2 separate regions of the Mus musculus genome follow, and region 1 is linked to region 2. The links are chromatin contacts, called in public HiChIP or PLAC-seq maps. All regions are on one chromosome and are shown on one strand. The core of a region is the stretch at or near the end of the contact, and the rest is flanking DNA. Distances in the headings are between cores, read along the strand shown. Region 1 overlaps Prlr (prolactin receptor). Region 2 has its middle 95 kb from the start of Prlr.

Region 1 (4,606 bases), core at 970-3,469, 230 kb after region 2:
ACTCCCAAGCCAGGCTGAGTTTAAAGTATGTTCAAGATGAAGAACGCTTCCCAGGTTATACACAAATAAGATCAACAGCATTAGACACCCTTAAGAACGAGTAGAGCCATAACTGATGACCTCTGTCTACCCTAGCTCTCTGGCTCCTGCTTACCCATGTAACCAGGTATTTTTCTCTCCATGGGTCAATTGCTCTTGTCTTATGTATCACTCTATAGAAGGGTCAGTTTCACTGTCTGTCACAGGTATCACACAACTCTTGATTTCTCAGATGCTCTGGGACTTGCCAGATCTCTCTCCCTCTCCCTCTCCCTCTCCCTCTCCCTCTCCCTCTCCCTCTCCCTCTCCCTCTCCCTCTCCCTCTCCCTCTCCCTCTCCCTCTCCCTCTCCCTCTCCCTCTCCCTCTCCCTCTCCCTCTCCCTCTCCCTCTTCCTCTCCCCCTCTCTCTCTTTCTCTCTCTCCTGTCAGCGTGTGGATAACAGTCTACTAAATCTCTCTACACTCAGTCTCTGTACCTGTTAAACCGAGCTGGTGGAAACCAATGTCTCCTTATGAGGCCATGAAAAAGACAAAATAAAATTCAAGTGATGGAAGAACTCACACCAGTGCCTGTTAGAACAAGTTCATTATTTAAAACCTATCAGAAGCTGCTGAGCACTTGGTTTAAAGAGGATGGCCCTGAGAGATTAAAAGAAGTAGGTTAGATTGAGACTGTGCTACCTAGATGTGTATTTGCAAGGAATCTAGGCAAAGCAAGCAAAAGGTCTCCAGAACTTTGCTGAGCCCATTAATGGATTGGATTCAGTTCTCAACCAGAACATTCGATAGAAGGGCACCGCTTGTTGGTATGTGCGTACCCCAAGCTTCCAGTGTCGTTAAAATGTCTATTTTTGAGTGATTCCACAGCAGTAGTGGCAGGTGTTCTACACCTTCAGAAAGCTGTCCGTTGCGTGGTATGTATTTGGCAGACAGAGCACATCCCCTGATCAGGAGGATGGATTCTGTGCCTCTGGGGGCTCATCACACATCTCTTCACAATGCTTGAAGAGTCTATGACGGAGAACTTTGCCTCCTAGATGTTCTTCCCTTGATTTAAAAATAAAATTTAAAAGGAAATGAAAACCATGTGCTTCTGGAAATTTATATGTCGTTCATCAAAATCTATTGTTTTTTTGGAGCACTGTCTGAAGTCTAATAAGACTAATGAGTCTTTTTTTTTTTAATAAAAAAAGTCTTTAAAATCTTTCTTAAAAAGGCAGGAACTTGAGAAGCTTTGAAAACGGTTCCAAAGAGTAAAAATAATAATATTAATAAATTGCTCAAAACTCTCAAGCCCTGCAAGTTCAAAATTGACTTAATACCCTGAACCCAAGAGGTTTGAATTATTACTGTTCATTGTCTCTTGTTATGGGGCTTTACAGAAGGGAGAAAGAAGCCACACGGAGGGCCACTAAAATTCATTATGAGGTTTGCTTCACAGCCATGGCCATATCCCTGGAGAGTTCCTGAACCTTCTCAGCCTGAACTTAGACAGGAACCTCCACCCTGACCATCCCACTCTCAATCTGGCAGGATCGATAAATTGACCTGGTTTATGCTCTGGATACTGGAGCAAGAACCCTCCATGAATGGTTCTCCTGTGGGGAGCACAGTCTATATTATATAAATGGGTGATGTGCTATTAGACAGCTAAACAATCATGTGGAAAGATGAATGCAGAAAATAATAAAATAATAATATAATAAAATAAAATAAAAAGCCAACAGCCTGAACTGTCTTCCTGAAGAGACTTCCCCTGAACTCTCTACACTGTTGTCTGACGACCTCTTGTGGTGAAATCTTTGCCAGCAAGTGTGAATCAGGGCTTCTTAGCCAAGCCATCCCATGTTACATTTTACTAGATTCTCTTCCCACTGTTTTGTCGCTCACATTAAGCAAGGAGCAAGAACCAGTTGCAAGCACCCAGAATAAAAGTAAATGGTGCATGTGCCTGAGCGGTTGTCATTTAACAAATGTCACCTGGTGCTTTCTCTTCCAGGGAGCCTCTGATCTATTGCCTGTAGCAAGAAGAAGGGCCAGCCTGAAGCAAAACATGTCATCTGCACTTGCTTACATGCTGCTTGTCCTCAGCATCAGCCTCCTGAATGGTAAGAGACTCTCTTCTTGCTCTCCTTGCCTGAAGTGTTTATCGGGGGGGGGGGGGGGGGGGGTGGAGAGGCTGTCTCTGTCTGTTGCAATGCAGCTGTGAGAAAGGAAGACGTCTGGGTCATGTGCTGCTACTAAATTATTTGCCACACTTCTGCATTAAAATTAATGCCTGATCTTATCATGCACCCCCTCTCTTCCATCCCCATTTTGAGAGGGCACTGAGAGGGCACTGGAGATGGACTTGCCATCCAGGTTCTTACAGTTGCCAGCTACATGACTTGAACCACTTGTGTGTCTCTCCGTGGTTTTAATTTCTCCAAAGGAGGATAGTTATATTTCACATAGTTCAGATGGATTAATGCATTTGAAAATACCTTTGGACAACCATAAAATAACACACAGGATTGCTATTACAAGGTGAGAAAGAAGTGCAGCCACTTCCAGTATGTGTGCAACTCAGAGAAACAAAATTCAGAGCTAAATGAAAAGCTGTGTGATTATCTACATAGGTTTCCCTATCTACTTCTATGTCTTTCTGGACATGTGTACTTCTGAATGTAACAATGTACATACCAACTGTTTATAGTACTGGGCTATAAATGCTTCTGTGTGAATATATGTGTATATGTGAATACCAATGAGTAACCTCTGTGTATATCGTGTACATATGTGTGTATATATATGGGGTGTGTGTGTGTACCAATATATTGCCATCATTATGCCTTTGCTTGTATTTCTCTCTGGATATGTTTATATGGATGTTATGCATTATCTGTGTATATGGAATCAGCATAGGCAAGTGTCTGCATTTCTTGGACTTGTATCATATCCCTTGTATTGCACTGAGATAGTCCATAAACTTTGTTTCCTCTAGGGACATGAAAGTAACATTTGACTACTTGTCATTTCACATCATTTCACAGCCTTACCTTTCCCCCCTAGAAGGTTGTTTGGCTTGCTTAGTTTTTCAAGACAGGATTTCTCTGTGTAGCCCTAGCTATCCTGGAACTCACTCTGTAGACCAGGCTGGCCTCAAACTCAGAAACCTGCCTGCCTCTGCCTCCTAGGATTGATGAGATTTTTTAATGAATATTTCTCTCTACATAATTTGCTTCTCCTCACCCATGGCAGAATAAAACAAGCAAAAGAAACCTTGTATTTTTGCAATGACTCCCAAAAGCACTATCCTGACAAAATCTTCCCTGGAGGATGAACAATGCTCCAAATATTGGTAGATCCACACAATGCTCACACAGATTCTTTTCAGCAGTTCTAAGCTACTGTGATGCTTTGCTGGCCAGCCCATGGCCCCATTTGGTACACCATACTAGATCATCCATTAAGTTCTTCCTTAACACATTTCGTACAGAAATGTGGTTCCTGTTCATACAGATCCCTTTGCCATGATTCCCCTGACCTGATCTGCTGGATGGGTGAGTAGCTAAAGTTCCTACCTGTGAGCCTTTGTGAAAAATTGAATAAATGTGGGGGAACATATAGAAGACCCCTGAGCTGCTAACACCAAGGCAAAATGGGGGGGGGGGTGGAAAATAAGATATACCATCAGTTATAATTGGCCTTCCAAGCCGACAGCATCATGACAAAATCCCAGCATTATTCTGTTCCTTTCAACATAACAACCAAACATGAGAATTGGAGATCAGCTTGCAAAGAGTTCTGGAGATTAAGCAAGTGAAAAATCTCATACCGTTGGCCACCTCACATCCTGCCTACCTTCTTTCTTCTAGCCTGAGAGTGGGAACAGCTCTCCCCACTCAGAGTGGAATGACCCTCTATCTTTTCTCTTACCATACCGCTTTGTGAAAATCTGCAGAACTACAAGGTCACCTGCCCGGAAAAAGAAAAAAAGAAAGGAGGTCAGGGCATAAATACAAAAGGAGACTAAGACTGAGAGTCAGTAAACAGCAAAAGGGAGAATTACAAGATACTAGACCATTAATCTGTAGATTGTTCAGCCATAGGTAGGACATCTGCATTGAACTCACACACAAAGGCTCAGGGGCTATTTTGGGAGAAGGGATAGAAAGATTGTGAGAGCCAGAGATCCAGGGAAACTAGAATGAAACATTGTCTTTTGGACACATGGCAGCACCATGATACTCATAATTTCACCATGACATGCAAAAGATCAAGCCAGATAACAGTCTATCGCGGAGATGTGAGGGGCTCCTAAATCCCCACATCTAAGTGAAGTACTATTAACAGCTGGAAGCTTCAAGAACTAAGAATAAATTGTTCTTAAGTGCATGGCCCCTGGTATGTCAAGCAGAAGCCAATGGGTAGCTTGATATTCATAAGTATATAAAGAGCACAAATCACACTTTGTATATATGTGTCCATGAGTGTGTATGTATGTATGTGTGTGTGTGAGAGAGAGAGAGACAGACAGACAGACAGAGACAGAGAGACAGAGACAGAGAGACATAGACACAGAGAG
Region 2 (4,909 bases), core at 2,095-4,594:
ATAATAAATAAATCTTAAAAAAAAAAAAAAAAAAAAAAGAATTTCTCAGTGCTTTATTTGGTAGAGAAAGATTTCGGCATCTCCTTTCCACAGACTGCTGACAGCTAGAATAACTGTGCCTGCGCCATTTTTCAAAACATGTGTTCTCATTACCCAAGAGGCAAACACGGAGCATGACTTTCTCATTGTCCCGTCTCCCTGATAAATCCTCTGCTGCATGCTAAGTAAACTGACACTCAAGAAGGGTTTGTGGTTACAAAGAAATCTGCTCCTGTATTTTGCAAGATTTTGCTAACACACTGGCAATGTGCCAGGTTCCCATTGCCTGAAGATATCCCACAGGTGAGGCATAGCCCTGGGCCTCTAACCTAAATCCTATGAGTTGTATTTTAGCATGAAATCTCCTACCCAACAAACCAAATTTACCACTTCTACAGTCAGAGCAGTTGGTGTCCAGGGTAGATGATGGGGATTTACTCAAGTGAGGTTTCCTTTGTGTTTATGAGAGTATAGGCTATTTACTAAAAAGGAGATCTGAGGTTAAGTTAATTATTATTACTGAAATAAATACCTTCTTAAGACTTTGTGAAGTAATTCTCTAATGAAGATAGATGGTGATTTCATTAATGGGAAGATAAGAAATAAGAGGCTGTCCTGTTTCTTTCATTTGTTGACTAAATGCATCACTAACCTCACGTATGTGAGGTAAAATGTACACTAATTAGGTTGATTTAGTCATTCCACAACTCATATCTTTCATGAAGTTACACAATATATTATATATGTAATACTTATTTGACAATTGAAAAAAATAAGAAGAAAAAAATACCAATAGCCATAATGAGCTACACAACTTGTGTAACACACACTTCTTTATCTACAGTTCTCTTCTCAGATGAGCCATTCAACAGTGCAGAGAAACAATAAATCTCACCTCTCACACTGGTACCTAAGACAAAAAGGGAGATATTCAGTATGCATAATGACACCCATATGCAGAAACAATATACTATGGACAAAGAAAGAAAAAAACTACATCTTATTTGCAGTGCTTTTGATTTGCATTAGCATTCTCTTGAGTTCTCTAACTCAAGGCAATGGCCACTAATGGTTTACTCTACCAGTCTTCAAATATTTACGGCTTAGATTATTTTTAAGGTGAAGTATAATTAGATACTAATTATTTTTACAATGTTTTCCTTGCATCTTTATTTATTTTGCATCTATTTTGTGGTTATAGAGAAACTTAGTTGGTTGGTTTCTTTTCCTTCAGAGCTTTAGTTGATATTTATTTTTATATTTATTTACTTACTTACTTACTTACTTACTTACTTACTTACTTACTGTGTTTGATACAGGCATGCACATGACACACTATACGTGTGAAGATCAAAGAATAACCTGTGGAAGTCTGTTGTCTCCTTCCACCAAGTGGGCGTTTGGGGATCAAACTCAAGTCATCAGATGTGACGGCTAGTGTCTTTACCTGTTGCACTATCTCAATGACTGCCCTGTTCAGTCCTTGCTCCCCAGAGTGTTAGCCCCCACTACAATTTTATTAATTCAAACTCAGGACTTTATAGATTTAATTGTCTAAAAGTGGTGTATTGATGATGATACTTAACCTAAGTATACATATTTTTAATGATGAGTATCCAGCCTTAGAACGTGCTCAGATACTATATGGTCATGGAAGGAGGCTGGCAGAACTTGTTAATCCAATCCTTTGTGATAATAAGAATGCTCTATACTCTATACAATACTTATCTACTGTAGAAGAAGATAATCCTACACCATCTTGTTAATTTGTATGTTTGCTTTTTTTTTAAACCAAGATAAGCTTTCTCACTCTATAATAAAGACTGCCTTGAATTCTCTATGTAGACCAGTCTGGCCTCAAGTTTATGATGCTCCTATCCCAAAATTTTAAATACTGAAATTAGTGCCATGACACCTGACCTCCAAAAATGGCATTTGAGCATCTGAAATAAGATTAATGGCTTCTGAATAATTAAAATCCATCTTGTTTTAATTATAATTAATGTGTCATTTAACAGTGAACATAACAGATGACTCCTGCAAAAAATGCATCGTCAGGCAATTTTGTTGTAAAACTACAAATATATACTTAAAATTAGATGATGTACCCTACTGTGTACATCCTTTGGCTATATAGTAATGACACCATGTTACATGTAATTTTCGTGTAGTCTTTTCTATTGATATGATAAGATATCATGACCAAGACAATGTATAAAAGAAAGAGTTTAATTGGGTTTATTCCTTAAAGAATAAAGACATGGTGGTAGGCAGTTGGAGCAACTGCTGAGAGCTCACATCACAGAAGTAGAAGGCAAAGAGCACATGAGAAAGTACATGGGTCCTTTGACACCAGTGACACACGTCTTTCAACAAGGCCACACCTCCTAATCCTTCCCCAACATTTCTACTAATTAGAGACTAAAAATTCACACATGAGCATCTGGGGACCATTCTTTAAACACAACCCATCATCAACTGAAACACTATGGAACATATGACCATAATTTGAACCAGGCTACCTTGTAGGGCTATATAAATTGAATCTCATGAACCACTGCATTTGATCTTTTGACCTAGAGGAGATTTAAAGCTACAAAAGCTGCCCCAAGAGAGCTAAGTGGTACAAGATTAAAACTTGAAATATTTTATTTGAGCTCACAAGCTATGTTGGTGTCTCAATATCCACATAAACTTTGAAACTGGTTCAAGTAGTTGTCAGTATAATTCCTTTTCCATGGCTTCTAAAGATGTTTCTATGTGTGACCTGGAACATCTTTCAGGATCTACAGAGAGTTTGAGAGTTAAAAAGATCTGACCAGTGTTGAACCAGGGACATGCACACTGTGGACACTGCTAAAGGTGGCTCTTCTCCAAAACCACCTTCCTGAGAATCATATCTGTCTCTACTTCACTTTCCTCACTGGTTATGAAATTCCTGCTCCACACTTATTAGCCCTTCATTGTGGAAAAATGTGCACTGATCTACAGCCAAAGGATGTCTCCTTTTCTCAACCACTAGGAAATCCTGTAGCACTTTAAAACTCTTTCTGTTACAGCTGTTCAAAGAGACACCAAAGAGTAAGCTTGAAATCCATAACAACAGGGATTTTTTGTTGTTGTTGTTTATTTGTTTGTCTTTGAGGGTTCCCAGCAGAAAAACTCCCATTGTAAAAAAAAAAAAAAAAAAAGAAAAGAAAAGAAAAAGAAAAAAGAAAGAAATCACTGGTGTGTGCCCACATGTTTCCAGGCTCTCATCTTGTGTAGAATTCAATATTTTAAATGGTACCCATGGGACTCCCTATTATGAATGAGGATACAGATGTCTGACACTTCAATAGTTATGAGAAGGCTCAAATTTACTAATTAGTCTTAGTGGATTGCAGTCCCTTTATGAGATGTTTTTGCTTTATTTTTTAAATTTTTTGCTTTTGAAAGGGTCTGTATTTATTCCCTTAAAACGTAGTACACATACTTATAAGGTACATGTCTTAGTGTTCCTTTGCAGTGAGGAGACACCATGACCATAGTAACTTCATTGAGAAAAGCATTTAGTTGGGTCTGGTATGTTTCAGGAGTTTAGTCCATTATCATCATGGCAGGAAGCATGGTGACATACAGGTAGAAACGAGGTTGGAAAGGTAGCTAAGAGTTCTATATCTGGATCCACAATGAGCCAGTGGGCCTGGCTTGACCATTTAAAACCCCCAAACCCACCCTGAGTGACACACTTCCTCCAACAAAGTCAAACCTTCTCCAACAAGGCCACAGGTCCTAACCCTTTCAAATACTTCCACTCTTATGAGGTGGTTTTCCTTAAAACCACCACAATACATACAAGTTTAAGTCACACCTAATTTATTTGGTCAATTCACCAAGGGTCTGAAGAACTTAAGGTTTAATTGTCACTTTTATCCATTAAGAGCAATCTAGGAAGAAAGGCTGTCCCCAAGTTGTACTGGATCGTTAGAAAATAGCTAAGATCCAAATGACAGAAACCCATACCAACACATAGGAAAGTAACTGCTTTCCACATATTTACCTTAATAGCTCTATTTTACTAAGTTGTTCTGTAGAGAACAGTCATTTCCAGTCCTGTTTCAGAAATAAACTTAGTTCCTGGGGAGAATAAAAAGCATCCATTGGCTATGACTTCTCCATGCCTGTGTTCCCACCCTTCCCAGGCTTTCTCTGTCCCAGTCTATAAGACCAAGTTCACAGACATAACAACATTCCTCTCTACAGATAAAGATCCCATGCCTTAAAATAGCACAGGGTTCTAAAGTTTTTAATTAGCATACACACTGTTACATTTTATTTTGACATTTTCAAGCAAAACACGCTTCTCACTAGTCACCTTTACTTTTCTTCTTACTCCTCACCACCCACTTTGTACCCTCCTAACCCCCACAAAAGTTCCCTTTGGCTTGACGTTGCATGTGTCTTACTACCCTGACACCTCCTCAGTACCTCTCTTTATCCATTCTCATGATCTACTTTGCCCCACTCACACCAACATAAACACACACACACACACACACACACACACACACACACACACACACTATAATTAGGGCCTACATATAAAAGACAGCATTTGATAGTCCTCCAACACTTTTCTTAATGTAATATTTTCCAGGAATAATAATCTAAAGCTGCATCCAGACAGTTCAGATCCAAGTATCCAAGCACTTCCCTGACACTTGACTTATTCTCTTTTTGTTGTTGTTGTTGATGATTGAGTGTTCAGTTAACCCACTTTGAGTCCTCACACTAAGAGTTCTCCCACCCACCATTCTTCTTTAGTTCTATGAATACTGACATCACATTTTAACAGATATATTTTTTCCAATTTTTTTTTGCTCCATCA

The links. HiChIP or PLAC-seq counts read pairs in DNA pulled down with a chosen protein or histone mark.
Region 1: a RAD21 HiChIP or PLAC-seq map of pro-B cells shows a contact between it and region 2, with 5 times the contacts expected there. The contact joins two enhancer-like sites. A contact is called at or near these places in 2 of 15 datasets of contacts at CTCF or cohesin (large pre-B cells and pro-B cells), 16 of 484 Hi-C or Micro-C datasets (the C10 cell line, Th1 cells, embryonic stem cells and 5 more) and 2 of 115 datasets of contacts at active chromatin or transcription factors (embryonic stem cells and large pre-B cells).

The regions. Positions count from the first base shown.
Region 1 is chr15:10,312,127-10,316,732 of GRCm38.p6, forward strand. It overlaps Prlr (prolactin receptor), which reads left to right. Exons shown (of 10, transcript NM_011169.5): 3 at 2,039-2,147. The coding sequence starts at 2,093. Among named protein-coding and RNA genes, the nearest start is that of Gm41269, 43 kb to the right of the region's middle. Within about 2 kb of position 2,220, at least 3 of the 459 cell types and tissues checked have an H3K27ac peak or open chromatin away from gene starts, as enhancers often do. A contact at or near this core is called in pro-B cells, where this site is marked.
Region 2 is chr15:10,079,482-10,084,390 of GRCm38.p6, forward strand. No RefSeq gene overlaps it. Among named protein-coding and RNA genes, the nearest start is that of Prlr, 95 kb to the right of the region's middle. Within about 2 kb of position 3,345, at least 2 of the 459 cell types and tissues checked have an H3K27ac peak or open chromatin away from gene starts, as enhancers often do. A contact at or near this core is called in pro-B cells, where this site is marked.